Regions from separate parts of the Zea mays genome. Here region 2 is linked to region 1. Evidence: chromatin contacts called from public Hi-C data. All regions are on one chromosome and are shown on one strand. Each heading gives the region's core, a stretch centred on a gene start, on an enhancer-like site or on the middle of the called end of the contact. The rest is flanking DNA. Distances are from core to core; before and after follow the strand shown.

Region 1 (6,654 bases), core at 965-3,464:
TGGTCAACTTGTTATATTGTGAACTTGTGATCTGTGTGATCAACTTGTTATATTATGAACTTATGATCTCAATGATCAACTTGTTATATTGTGAATTGTGAACTTGTGATCTGTGTGATCAACTTGTTATATTATGAACTTATGATCTCAATGATCAACTTGTTATATTGTGAATTGTGAACTTGTGGTCTTTGTAAATTTTATTGTATTGTGAATTTTTATTGAGATATTTCCATATTGATATAGTTACCGATTGTATTTTAGGTTCCGACCAATACTGATGTATTTTTCGTATCGTTTCTCTTTCGGAGTTACCGTTTCCGATAAAAAATGAAAATGATAATGATTTTAGTGTTTTCCGACCGATTTCATCCCTACACCAGACATGCGGTGGTACTACAGCACCTCGAGTAACTTTTGTTTTAAACTTCTCGTGGGGGCTTTTAGCTGAATTTAGCTAGCAATAATTTTCGTGAGTGTGCATGGATCTCTCCCAATTTATATATTTTAAAATTTAAATTAAATTTCTCACTAAACGGCGCCCTGTGCTTATCTACCGTGGAATCAGCTAGCGCTCACCTCGAGGAATTTTGGATCTCCATGGACCTTACGATTTTTGGAACTTCTTTCCATGAGACTGTACCGTTTGTTCATTCAGTAACGGAAAAGCTATAGTTGAGGTAAGGAATCCGAATAGATCAACATTACCACTTCAAGTATGCCGAGAGCGAACAACCCGCAACACGTCGATTGGTTCACCAAGCTCGCTTCAAAACGAGTTGAATCATCAAACCGATTAAGTATTACTATTAGGAAGTCAAAACTTAAAAAAAAACAGAAACACTTGTGACTCTTATGATCGCATACACTGACCACAGCTAAATCACATGAACAGGTTGGGCCTCGAAGCCTTGAACGTGGTCCTCAGCTTCCTGGTCGGCGGCCTGACCTTGCGGTGCACGAGCGGGAACTTGATCTCACTGTTGTGGAACTGCTTAGTGTTGTCCCTCTTGCAGAGCTTGAAGTGCACCGTCGCAGTCTTGATGATCTGGATGCAGGGGGACCTCACGCGGTGGCGAGAGGCCATCTCGTTGTACATCTGCTCCACAGCGCCATTCAGGGTTGTGTCGCGGTACTCCTTGTACATGTTGTGGTAGCCGGTTCTGCTCTGGTAGCGCAGCCAGATGCCGTAGTTCTTGATTGTCGTCGGGTTACGCTCAAAGATCTGATACAGCATACAGAACTTGTACGGATAAGAACACAAATGATTCTTGCAAATGAGAACAAAAAACGGTACAGAACTATGACAGGCAGAGGTCAGGTATAAGCAACCGAGGAAGACAGCAAAGCTGGAAGTAGTTGAGGAAAACGAAATCATTTTCTGATATCCCTACAAAATTTTAAACTGATTGTCGCAAATAGACAAACTGTTCTTAGGAATAAAGCAATGATCAGAAATACTATTCGCATCGTATCACGGTACACAACTAGCTGGAGCTGCATAAAACACAACCGGGCCAAACATTTGGTGAAAAGGTATGCCACTAGTTTGCCAATCCCAGCAAAGAGTATATAACAGCACAACAGCGACGATGAGCTGCCTTCAATAACCTCACACTCATTTCCATATAGAAATCGCTCTTAGTAACATTAAAAGTCGATATTGACACAGAGATTGGGCGACCGGCAGAGAGCTCAGGGATGGCAAGGTTCACATGTAGCAGCAGCTCGATGTGCTGCTAAAAAGAAGTGCAGTATCGAAGAAACAGACGTACCTCGTTGATGGCCAGGACCTGGCCGTTGCTCTTCTTAACCTTCTTCAACTTCCTCAAGAAGTACCTGCGCACTCACAACAACAGTACGTTAATCGACGACCCGCATCGAAAATGGGGGGAAAATAATCCTTCAACAAGGAAACCTGAAGGAATCGCACATATAGATGGCGGCGCTCACCAGAACTTGCTCTTGGCGCGGACCTCGTTGGTGGCCCAGAGCTTCATGCGGTAGATCTTGGGGTGCTCATCGCCGGGCGTCGGCAGCGCGCGCCCCACCACCTGGTACTGATGGAACTGCACACGTGCGAGAGCAGGCAGCGAATCAAACCCATGGATCAAATTCTAATCACCGAAGTCCGAGAGACGAAGCGAGAGAAGACTCACCCTGAAGGCCACCATTTCCGCTAGCTGGTCGAACCCTAGCCTAACTTAGACGACGGTGGCGAGCGGAGGCGGCGGCGGGGCGTGAGAGAAGTGTTTATAGATGCCGAGTTTGGAAGTGAACCCTAATGGGCCGTAATTCTCGCCGTAATGGCCCATTTGTTGCACAAATTATGACTGGGCTTTCCTTCTTTCGTGAAAGCGGTTAAAGCTCCCTTTGGAATGCATTTTCCCCTATTTTCTGCATTTTTTTTATAAAAATGAACTAGTTTTTGTTGAAATTCCCTACAATTCCAAAGGAGGCCTAAGTGTTTCATAACTCCTGATGCACCAATAGCTTTTTATAGCTTTGATGTATAGTTTTTCAAAAGGTCAACTGTTGTGCTATTGTTTTTTTTTTGCTATAGTTATTAATAATATTGTTATCTTCATAGACACGGTATTTGGTAAATTAGTCGTGATATATTTTTAGCAATATCAATTATAACATACGTAAATATGCATTCTTCAGCTTAGAGGACTATAATCTATCTATGTCTCTCATTTAGATTCTTTACTTAATAATTAAGTTGTTACTACATCTTCAAAAAGAATGTCGTTTGACTTTTCTAAAAGCAAGTTTGAACGGCTCATTTTATTCAAGAAAATTATAATTATTGTTTATTTTCATTCTGGTTTATTTTATCATATCATTTACTATAACTACAAACTAATTTTTCTATATTTTTACAAATATTTTGAATAAGACAAACTGGTCAAACTTGTTCTAAAAAAATCAAACGACATTCTTTCGGGGCGGAAGTAATAAATAATAGTTACTGAAAGTTGGTTGTGGTAGTGAGTATATTGATTTAATTCATGAAAAATAAGTATTAGACTTGGAAACATATTCTCTTAGATCCCATACATATATCTCAGTATTTGTGTTTATAATTTTTTTGCCTATTTAAATGTTTTTATACAAAATTAATTAAGAATAGTTTATCTTTTCTACAAAATCCATAAATAAAATAGCTGGTAAGGATATACTCCCTCCGATTTTTTTATTTGTCGTCGTTAGTATAAAATTAAACTATCCAACGTCAAATAAAAAATGGAGGTAGTATATACTAAGGGTACCCATGCTTTATATTTAAGCATATCTGCGTAATGAAACTAGCCTAAATTCTCTGTCTCTATCTCTACTATATTAAAGCATCAGTTTCAACGGTCGTCACGTGTCGTTTTTTTGCAAAAAAAAATCCCTTATATCTTTTGGAATGAACTCAACGTTCTGCCATCCACACATCTGCAGCGTCCGTTCTATCGCCCCATGTCATCCAACCATGCATGCCCTTTCCCTCGATATCGCGCCCGCCCCTACCCATGCGGGGCGTAACAGCCCTGCTAGCCGCTGGTTCTACGATCGCCGCTCCTTAACAGAAAAATATTTATCTTTACTATTATATAATACATGAGATTTGTCGATTTCTTCGTGCGTCAATGCACTCCCGCGCGAGCATCCTAGGCCTCCCCACGCGTGTTTGCGTCTACATCAAAATTCAAGACATGCAACAAAAATATTAAGTGAGAGTAGAGATCGAACCAATGCCCTCTACCATAGCAACACTTGTATAATTGCAATAAAATTAAGAGAGGTCGATATCGTTAATATATGAACTAATAATTAGAAAATTTAAAATATAATCACACATGATATATAGAAACAACCGTAGCCATGTACTGGCAATATGGATAAATTCTCGGACTCATCTACAACTTTTCATACGGATGTGGGGTTCAAATGGTAAAAATAAGAAAAATTATGCACAATTGTTGCTCTAAACCCACGTTCACATCCACATAGTCACTAGAACACATGTTTTTATGATTTATACTCTATATTCAAATTTAATATAGAGATTTTATAGAAAAACAACGAAATAATAAAATAGAGCCAAGTTATGTCGTGCTCGGGCCGACCAAAACTTTGTCGGGCCACATGCCACTCATCAAGCCTAGTTTATTTAGACATTTATACTCGTACACCAGTGTTGCACCCGCGTAGTCAGATAACATTAATTCCATTTGAGTAAGGTCTATCTTAAGTGTACAGATACCGTCGCAACACACGGGCACTTAGCTAGTTGTATTCGATACACGTTGCTACGCCAAGCGACACACATTGTCATGTTTGGCACAACTTAGACCTCGTTCGATTGCCTGGGAAGGCTTCCAGGACAGAAACGGTTCTAGGCCAGGAAACAGTGGACCACTCAATCTAGCCCAGGATTTGATCTAGATGGTAAGGGGTCAGGATTCGAACCGGGCCGTGGAGGAAGGGGAAACTTCAAATCGGGCCGCTTTCGTTTTTATTTCGGGTTGAAACGAACAGCTCAGGCCAGATTCCAAACTAGATAATTTTTCCACCTGGAAAGAGACATGGAACGGTTGGTTCAAGCCGAAACAAACGAGACCTTAAGCTTTTTCACAAGCTAGTTTTTTACCGTTTTAGACTTTTTGGACAATTCAGTCCCATGCTTTTCATGCATGTAGATAAATATTTACTGTCAAACAAGCTGGTAATAATGCATACTGTCAAGTTGCTTTTAAGAAATGACCTTTATTTGATGTCAAACATGTGATCTTGGTTTGTTGACAAGTCAAACAAGTGTTTACATCAGGTTGCTGAAGTCAAACAAGGACGCTACTTGATTTGTTTCCTGCCTGAAACCCATCATGCCTGAAACGAACGGGACTGAAACCAACCCTACTAGAACTCGAGGCGCCCTTACGGGCGCCATATTAGGACAACGCAGAATTTGTGTTGAAAAAAGTTTTTAGTTTGAATAAATCTATGTTAAATCTGAACAAAACTATTTGATGCAGAAGTTGTTGTCTGAACCATGGAATATGCTGTCGGAACCTTGTGCAAACACAGGTTTCAGGTTAAACATACAAAACATCAACTTCTTTGGTAACTTTGTGGAACCATGTGCCATATAAAACAGTAGGTTCTTTAGTCTGAACCATAGAAGCTTTGTGGGACCTTGGGCATGCAAGCAGCATACAAAACAACACCTTCTATGGTTTCAATCTCATACCAGCATAGAAGCTGCTGTATACAAAACAGATTTCAGGTTTCTACGAAGTAGTATGCACACCATACACAACAGGTTTCAGGTTACCAAAAAGCAACATACACAGCATAGAAAATAGGTTTCAGGTTACCAAAAACACCACAAACAGATCTCACACCAGCCTACACAGGTTTCAGGTTCAAATACAAGCATACACATGTTACAGATTGTCAGCATAGGACTTGTGTAACCATACATAGATATAATTCATTGAATTCCTAAATCACATACTAAGAACAGCTGCTTCTTTGAGTGACACTGCCATCTCTTGGATACTGTGGCTTGGGAAATGGTTGCAAGGCCTTGAGGGGGTCAAAATAAAGCTAACAAGGCCACTGATGCATTGTTGACATAGCATGCCCCCATAGGGCCACCGATGTTACACAAGCTTCTTCCTAATATCATTTATTGACTGTTGTTTAATCTATATACTATCTCGCTAGTCTACATGCCGAGTGTTTATAAACTGGAGGCCCGTATTTTTACTGTGTTTTTTTCTAAAAAATAAACAATACAACAAAAGTAGGAAAATCATGTTAGATTCAAACCACAAAAAAGCAACTATAATACAAGCAAACAAATGGTATATAACCAAAAAAATCCAATCATTTGTGACCCTGAAAAGGAGAAACTTTCAGAGTAACACTTACTTTTTAAAATCAGCTATAATGCTGGTGGTTATGATCTGCTTTCATTGTATACTCATGCTATGCTGGTGGCCCCACCATTCAGCCTATGGTTTCTTTCTGGAAGGAGATCTAGACAGGTGCTAGATAGGAGTATTGTATTTCTTTTGTGTTTCCTGGTACCAGCAAACTCTGCAATATAGATAGAAGCTAATCCTATCTTCAGCTCTTCTCTTTGCTTGACAAGGCGCCTTTCCTTGTCCACTTTATTTTAATTTTACCAATATAATATTATTGGCTGGTTTGGGGAAATCCTCCCAAATCAGGGCTAACAAAAAGATTTTTTGGTAGGTTCAGCTAATTGCTACTCTAAAGATGGTTGCCCTCCCTAAAAGAATACATATAGAGCATGCGAAAGAGCGATTAGATATGATTGTTCTGGAATATCTGAAAGTCGCCTAGAGGGGGGGTGGATAGGCGAAACCTGAAAATTAAAAAATTTATCCCCCAACTAGATCCCTTGATTAGTGGTTAGAACAAGATATACAGATATAAGAGTATACAAACTAAGTTCTTGCTTGAAAAGAGTATTGCTAAATAATGCGGGAGAGATAAATCAATACAACTAATAAGTTATAGAATAACAAAGCAAGAAGCCTGAGATGAGAAGAGCACTAGGACAAGTTCTTTCATGCAATGTGTTGCTTCACTAAATGGGAATTTAACTTGAAGCAACACCAAATGATATTAGCA
Region 2 (6,268 bases), core at 3,547-6,046, 230 kb after region 1:
TAGAACCAAGCCTGCGGCAGAGGGGTATAACCTCGCCGGAGTAGAAAGCTATCCCCATGGACCGAAGGTCCATGACAAACACACATACATCCTTTTCCTTTATCAAGAGGTAAGAATTGTTTAATTTGAGAATGTTTTATCAAGCTTCTCAGTTAGTGAAGATGGATCCTTGTCTTCCATGATTCAAGATTTCGAGCTAAAATGAGGAAGAAGCCAAGGATTGCTCCACATTGGGGGTATTTATCTCTGTGTAGAGAGCAGTGATACTCATTCTAATAGTTGCTAAAAATGCTAATGGAAATTACCATAGCACCAAATTCATCTTTTTACAGTTTTAGTGCTGGCAGCATGGACGCTCACAGTTTCCAATTAGGTAAGATCTCACAAGCTGTTAAGGCTGTCCTGCCTGTAAATACAACTACGTATGGCGTCAGTACGTCACTGTGGTATGTGCTAGTTCCCAACCTGCACTTTTGGTTTTGTAACTAAACCAGAATGTAGTTTGTACATAGCTTTTTAAAAGGTGAACCAGTAAAGTGATGTTATTTTGTCATTTTATTAATTTTCTCCTCAATTCCGCCACAACTCGCTATGATGTCATGGTGGATAGTACATATCAATTATCCCTCCATGAATCCCCCTCCCCCTGTACAGGGCTACAAATTCATGCAGCAACACACAGGTTATCTAGTTATGAAACGGTGAAATTAGGTACTCCCCTCCGTTCATAAATATATGACACCGTTGACTTATTTAAAAAAACTTTGACCACTCGTCTTATTCAAAAAAATAATGACTTATCATTTTTTGTGATTTATTTTATCACTTAAGATAGTTTGTGCTTGACTTAAAATTTTACATTTTTGAATAAATATTATGAATAAGACGAGTGGTTAAAGTTTTCGAAGAAAGTCAACGGTGTCTATATTTATGAACGGAGGTAGTATTCAGGTGAGGTCCTATAAAGCTGAAACAGAAATATTAGTACCATTTTGTGCAATTATGATTTCAAATTTGAAATTTGTGCTCTGTTGCTGCTAGTTGTTCCAAGTCAGTTTACCTGCCGCTGTCTACAAGCTAAAATCACAACTGGTGGAAGCAGATTTCGATGGTGATTTCTGTGGATGGAAAAAGAACTATATGTATATGAAAGTGGTACGTTCATCAAGAAGAGATAATGCTTATCGTTGCAATGCCCAAATCCTAAACTTGCAGTCAATAGCAACCCAGCCAATCGTGCATGCAATTACGATAGAACACAAGAAATACAACAATGTCCATAATCAAGCAGGCGAAAGGGCCTCTAGCTGAGTTGGTTAGGTGGTCTGAGTAGCACTCCTCAAGTCCTGGGTTCGACTACCCGTGGGAGCGAATTTCAGGCTGTGGTTAAAAAAATCCCCTTGTCTGTCCCACGCCAAAGCACAGGTCTAAGGCTCAGCCCCGGTCGTGGTCGTTCTCACATGGGCTTCGATGCCGCTGTGTATGGGTGGGGCAGGGGTTCGGGGGTTTTCTCGACCTGTGTGAGAAGGTCTTCTTCTTAATACAATACCCGGGGGCTGTCTTACCCCCCGCAGGTCGAGTTTTTTTCCATAATCAAGCAGGGCAAGCCACTATACTCATGCAATCATGCAAACACAATTACTTCCTAAAACACACTCAAATTTTGCAACATATTTATAATAACTCAACTAGCAAAGTGTCCGTACATTGCTACGGTTCCTATTTATGTTATTTATATTTGAGTATAGAATATAAAACACAAAGACATGTATCTTCTGTTGGCTAGGTAAGTATGAATGTGGGTATAGAGCCAACAACCATGGTTTGAATCTCTATTTGTGCATAATTTTAGTTTTTGTGAGGGAGCACAACGAGGATGGAAACCGTGGAACCTGGTGCTTTATATTAGTAGAGAAATCTAAAATCTCATCAAGGTATGTTAATTTGATTTGGTTTATCAAACCTTGAGAGGAGTCCATCAATCACATTCTCTCCGCTTTTGTGCTCTCCAGGAAGGTGTGGACATGGATCTTGAGGGAGTTCAGGCTGTATGTAGTCTTGCCACCCAACTCAAGTCGACTCTGTTCTTGGTGGAGTAAGGCTGCTGCTTCTCTTGAAAAAGACCTGAGGAAGGGCTTCATCTCCTTGGTTATCCTGGTCACCTGGGAACTGTGGAAGCACAGGAATGACTGGCTGACTGCGTGTTCGATGGCGTGCAACCTCAGGCGCAAACAGTTATCTTTCTGGTGGCTGTCGAGGGTCACATGTGGTGTCTAGCCGGGGCCTCAGGCCTGCAAGAGCTCCTCTTAAGGAGTACGCCGGCCCCGTAGCTGCTAGCTATCTGGTTGTGGTCGGGTTCGTTTTCTAGAGATGTGTTTGTGTGTTTAAGAGTTCGGAGAGGTCTCGTTCCTCTCTGTGTACTTGGTACCTTTTCTTCCTTAATGAAATGACACACAACACTTCTGCGTTGTTTGGGAAAAAAAAACCCTGAGAGGACCAAGTTAGAAACATTGATATGCGGATAGGCTAGGGATAACACCAATTGAAGAAAAACTTCTGCGCATTACTGGTTGGGGTAGTTTGTATACCTAGAGAATTGTCCAGGGGTATAACCACATGGAAATCATCAATCCACGCGCCAAAACCATGAACCCAGTTTTAGAACACCTAGTGATATTACTACCATTCTTTCCTTTTTTTTTACATATTTTTAAGCACATTTCACTTTTTTTTTGCTTTTGTTGGTAGCTCATGTGTGGTATAATGAGGCAATGAGCATACCAACACTGATGAGGGCATGGAAAACAGTGTAGTTGTTATAATATCCTATTAACCAATCTATTGTTGGACATATCATCCTATGGAAGAGTAGCTGCAAATATTGCAATTTCTAGTGCCAAAGAGGGCCAGTGATTTGTTGAAAATAAATAATTTAGTACTTTACGCTTATTTATCCCTAAATCATTCCACTATGCAAAAATAATTAGTCAATTAAACATATGTATATCAACCAGAGTGTCACAGAATCAATGGTCGAAAAGTACAAATGAAATTGCTCATATAAACATCAAACAAACGGATGCACTACCAAATCACTTAAAAGAGAAATGGCCATCCAAAGTTGCAACCAAAAAATGTACTTGAACATCTCTATGACCAACTAAACTGCATTGAAAGTGTCCATAAGGAACTCAATCCACAAGAAATAGTGTACACATTAGCATCTGTGAACAAAAAGTAACTCAGGATATCACTATATCAGCATCATCCTAGAAGAATTAAGAATCATCTCTCCAATCCACTAGCTGTAGCTTTTAGTCATGAAACAAAAAGTGTAAAGTTCACTTGCCAAAAGTCATCTGGTTTCCTAAATACCAACCAAACAGCTATGAGATACCCACCGCACAACTTCACAACTTCAACATCCCAAACCACACCAAAATTTCTGATTTCCTAAATACCAACCAAACAGCTATGAGGTACCCACCGCACAACTTCACAACTTCAACATCCCAAACCACACCAAAATTTGCTGGAAAGTAGTCCCCATTATGTTTATCATTGGTATCTTAACCAAGGAAAGTTCAACTCCAACAAACTCATAATAAGCTCGGCATACTCGGCTCAAACTAACATGAGCCCCACATTTCTCATTGAGTAAATTTCACAAAACAACCACATTCTTATCCGTGTCACAAAACTACAACTTCTAGTGCCATTTCAGAAACTACCACCACTTTGGGCACCTTTCTAAACAAACATGCCACCTCTTTGCCTCCTAGGTTATCATGAACACCTGCGGCCACTCATCAGTATCACATTTTTACCACTACTTTTGTTAACTCAGTTTTGCACTATGTGATGCTGACGAGTGAGCCAGGCAATCATAATATTGTAGGAAGAAAATGTGGTAGATTCTGAGAAGGGAGGCAAAGTGGTAGTGGTTCTACAAAACTGACCAGAAGTTGTGTGAAGATTTTAGGACATAAATGTGGTAGCTCGGTGGAATTTACTCTTTCCTTTCCCATTCTCTGCAATAATCACACCCACGCGCACTTCTATTTTAAATAGCACACAAATGCACAATAAAATGGTATATCTGCACAATAATCGCACACCCCAAGCGTGACAGATGCATCTCCTAGCCCCTCGAGATGACTTACCAAAAGCAGCAAAATAATGCTAGTTAGCCTAGCAAAGTTCTCCACGCCATCACAACGTGCATGCACATAACGCAGAGCGATTTAGGCGAATCCAACACCTCTCTGAAGTTTAGCCACTAACCAGACATGGAAACTAAACGACCGTCCATAATCCCGAGCTGAATTAATCATATGCCCATACTGCGGTATCCTTATACGCACAGTTATACTCTTGCAGTCCCAGGTCCCTCATCCAATTACCGACGAAATTCGCACGCAGTGCCGGACGGGGAACTCAAATCGCACGCTCCCGCGAATCAAATTCCTTCGCCCGCACTCCGCCCACTGGCGCATGAATGGCCGGCGCCCAAGTAGACACATACCTTCGCGGCCACACAAAGGCAATCGAGCTAGCCCGAGCGAATCGCGGGTTAGAAATACCGGGAGAAACTGTGGGGAGGTCGCAGGTAGTCACCTCGGGCAGCACGCGATCCGATCAGCGAAGTAGGGGGTGAGCGAGCCAACCGTCCGTCGGAAGAAATCTGCGGTGGGTGGCACCTCGCCTCGGGAATCGCGAGCGGGGGAGGTTAGGGGGAGATGAGCGATCGCCCGCCGCGGTGGAGCGAGCGGAGGGCGATCGGCGGGTGGAAGGGGGAAGCGGATCGGGGGGAGGAACTTGGCGCCGGGGGGAAGGGGAACGTATTTATAAGCTCGAGAAGCTTTTTTTAGCGAGCAGAAGAGTGGTGGTAGAAGAAGAGAGAGGCGAAAGGGGAGAAAGAGGAGAGAGGACGGATGGCAATATTACCCGTGGGTTCGGATATCCGCGGATATCCGACCCGTTGGGTTCGGTTTCGGGTACAATATTTTACTCACGGGTTTTACCCATACCCGACCCGAGGTAACATCGGATCGGGTTCGGATATTGTATTTTACCCGCGGGTACCCGCGGATATCCGAAAATATGTAGACAGGAGAGAAGTAGCCAACTGTGGCCCAATTGCAGGCCCAACTTGTGATCGGCTGGGCTAACCCTAGGCTCCAAGTGACCAAGTCCCACCCGGCCGCCAGCAGTAGGCATCAAGACGAGCGAGAGCGACCCTGCATCCCTGGCGTCCTGCCCCAGCCAGTACTGCAGTAGGCATAAGGCATCCTCCGTCGAAATCAAGGAAGAAAGAAGGAAAGCAACCATGGCGGCAATCGCAATGTCCCCCTCCCCCTCGGCCGCGCAATAACTCGCCACATCCATGCTCGTCGCTCCTGTGCTGCTGCTTCCTTGTCCCTCCACCGCTTGGGCTTCCTGGGGCGCGTTGTGCTGGCCACGGTGCCGGTGGCCGTGGACGCCACCCGCCGCCGCTGTGTCTCCTTGTTGGTGCAGAAGGCCTAGGACGGTCCTCTCTCGTCGATGGCTCGGTCATCATGCAGAGCAGGAACGTGAAGCTGAGCGAGAAGCTCAAGGAGGTGGGTCGGGCGGCGTCCTGCCCAGCCAGTACTGTAGTAGGCATCAAGCCGAGCACAGGTACTGAGCAAAGCTAACCATGTGTTTTTTGTTTGCTTCTGTAACAGTAATTAGATTAATTATGTTTTGTTTTTTCTACCTTGTCATTTGTTTGTGAATCATGTGTTTTATTTGTGTGGATTGTAATTATATCCACGGGTATCCGATACCCGCCCGATACCCGATGGGTACGGGCACGGGTACAAAATCCTACCCGCGGGTATAGTCGCGGGCGGGTATGAGTAATGCCCGCGGGTATTGTCGCGGGCGGATATTTACCATACCCGATCCGAACCCGACCCATTGCCATCCCTAACGAGGAGCAAGAGGCTCTGGTGCGTATCGTTTTTTTGGGATATAGCATTTGCGAGCCCCTTTTTATCCGTCTGCTGTTTTTTTTTTCCTTTTACAATAGAGAGAGGCGAATGGAAAGAATTGACACAAGAGCGACAGAGCGTGTGACGCCAATTGCCCAATCTCTTTGTTTCTGCGTGTGATCTTATGTGCCATGGGACTGTATATAGCATCTTTCATGTGCCTTGTTGGCTGTTGCAATTTCGTTTTTCCCACTATTAGTCGCTGCCATCTAGATGTATTAATAGATCATGATCTAAATGTTTCTTCATAATTT

What was found. Hi-C and Micro-C count contacts between places; a contact is called where the count stands out from the background.
Region 2: a Hi-C map of ear shows a contact between it and region 1, with 2.5 times the contacts expected there. The contact joins the promoter of LOC100192681 here to the promoter of LOC100285865 in region 1. A contact is called at or near these places in 2 of 25 Hi-C or Micro-C datasets (ear and seedling).

The regions. Positions count from the first base shown.
Region 1 is chr8:153,125,291-153,131,944 of Zm-B73-REFERENCE-NAM-5.0, forward strand. It overlaps LOC100285865 (60S ribosomal protein L18a), which reads right to left and starts at 2,215. Exons shown (of 4, transcript NM_001158755.2): 1 at 2,160-2,215; 2 at 1,954-2,069; 3 at 1,776-1,839; 4 at 695-1,225. The coding sequence starts at 2,174. The coding sequence ends at 884. It overlaps LOC103636150 (a long non-coding RNA gene), which reads left to right. Exons shown (of 3, transcript XR_557814.3): 3 at 1-835.
Region 2 is chr8:153,348,190-153,354,457 of Zm-B73-REFERENCE-NAM-5.0, forward strand. It overlaps LOC100192681 (putative RING zinc finger domain superfamily protein), which reads right to left and starts at 4,797. Exons shown (of 6, transcript NM_001137887.2): 1 at 4,618-4,797.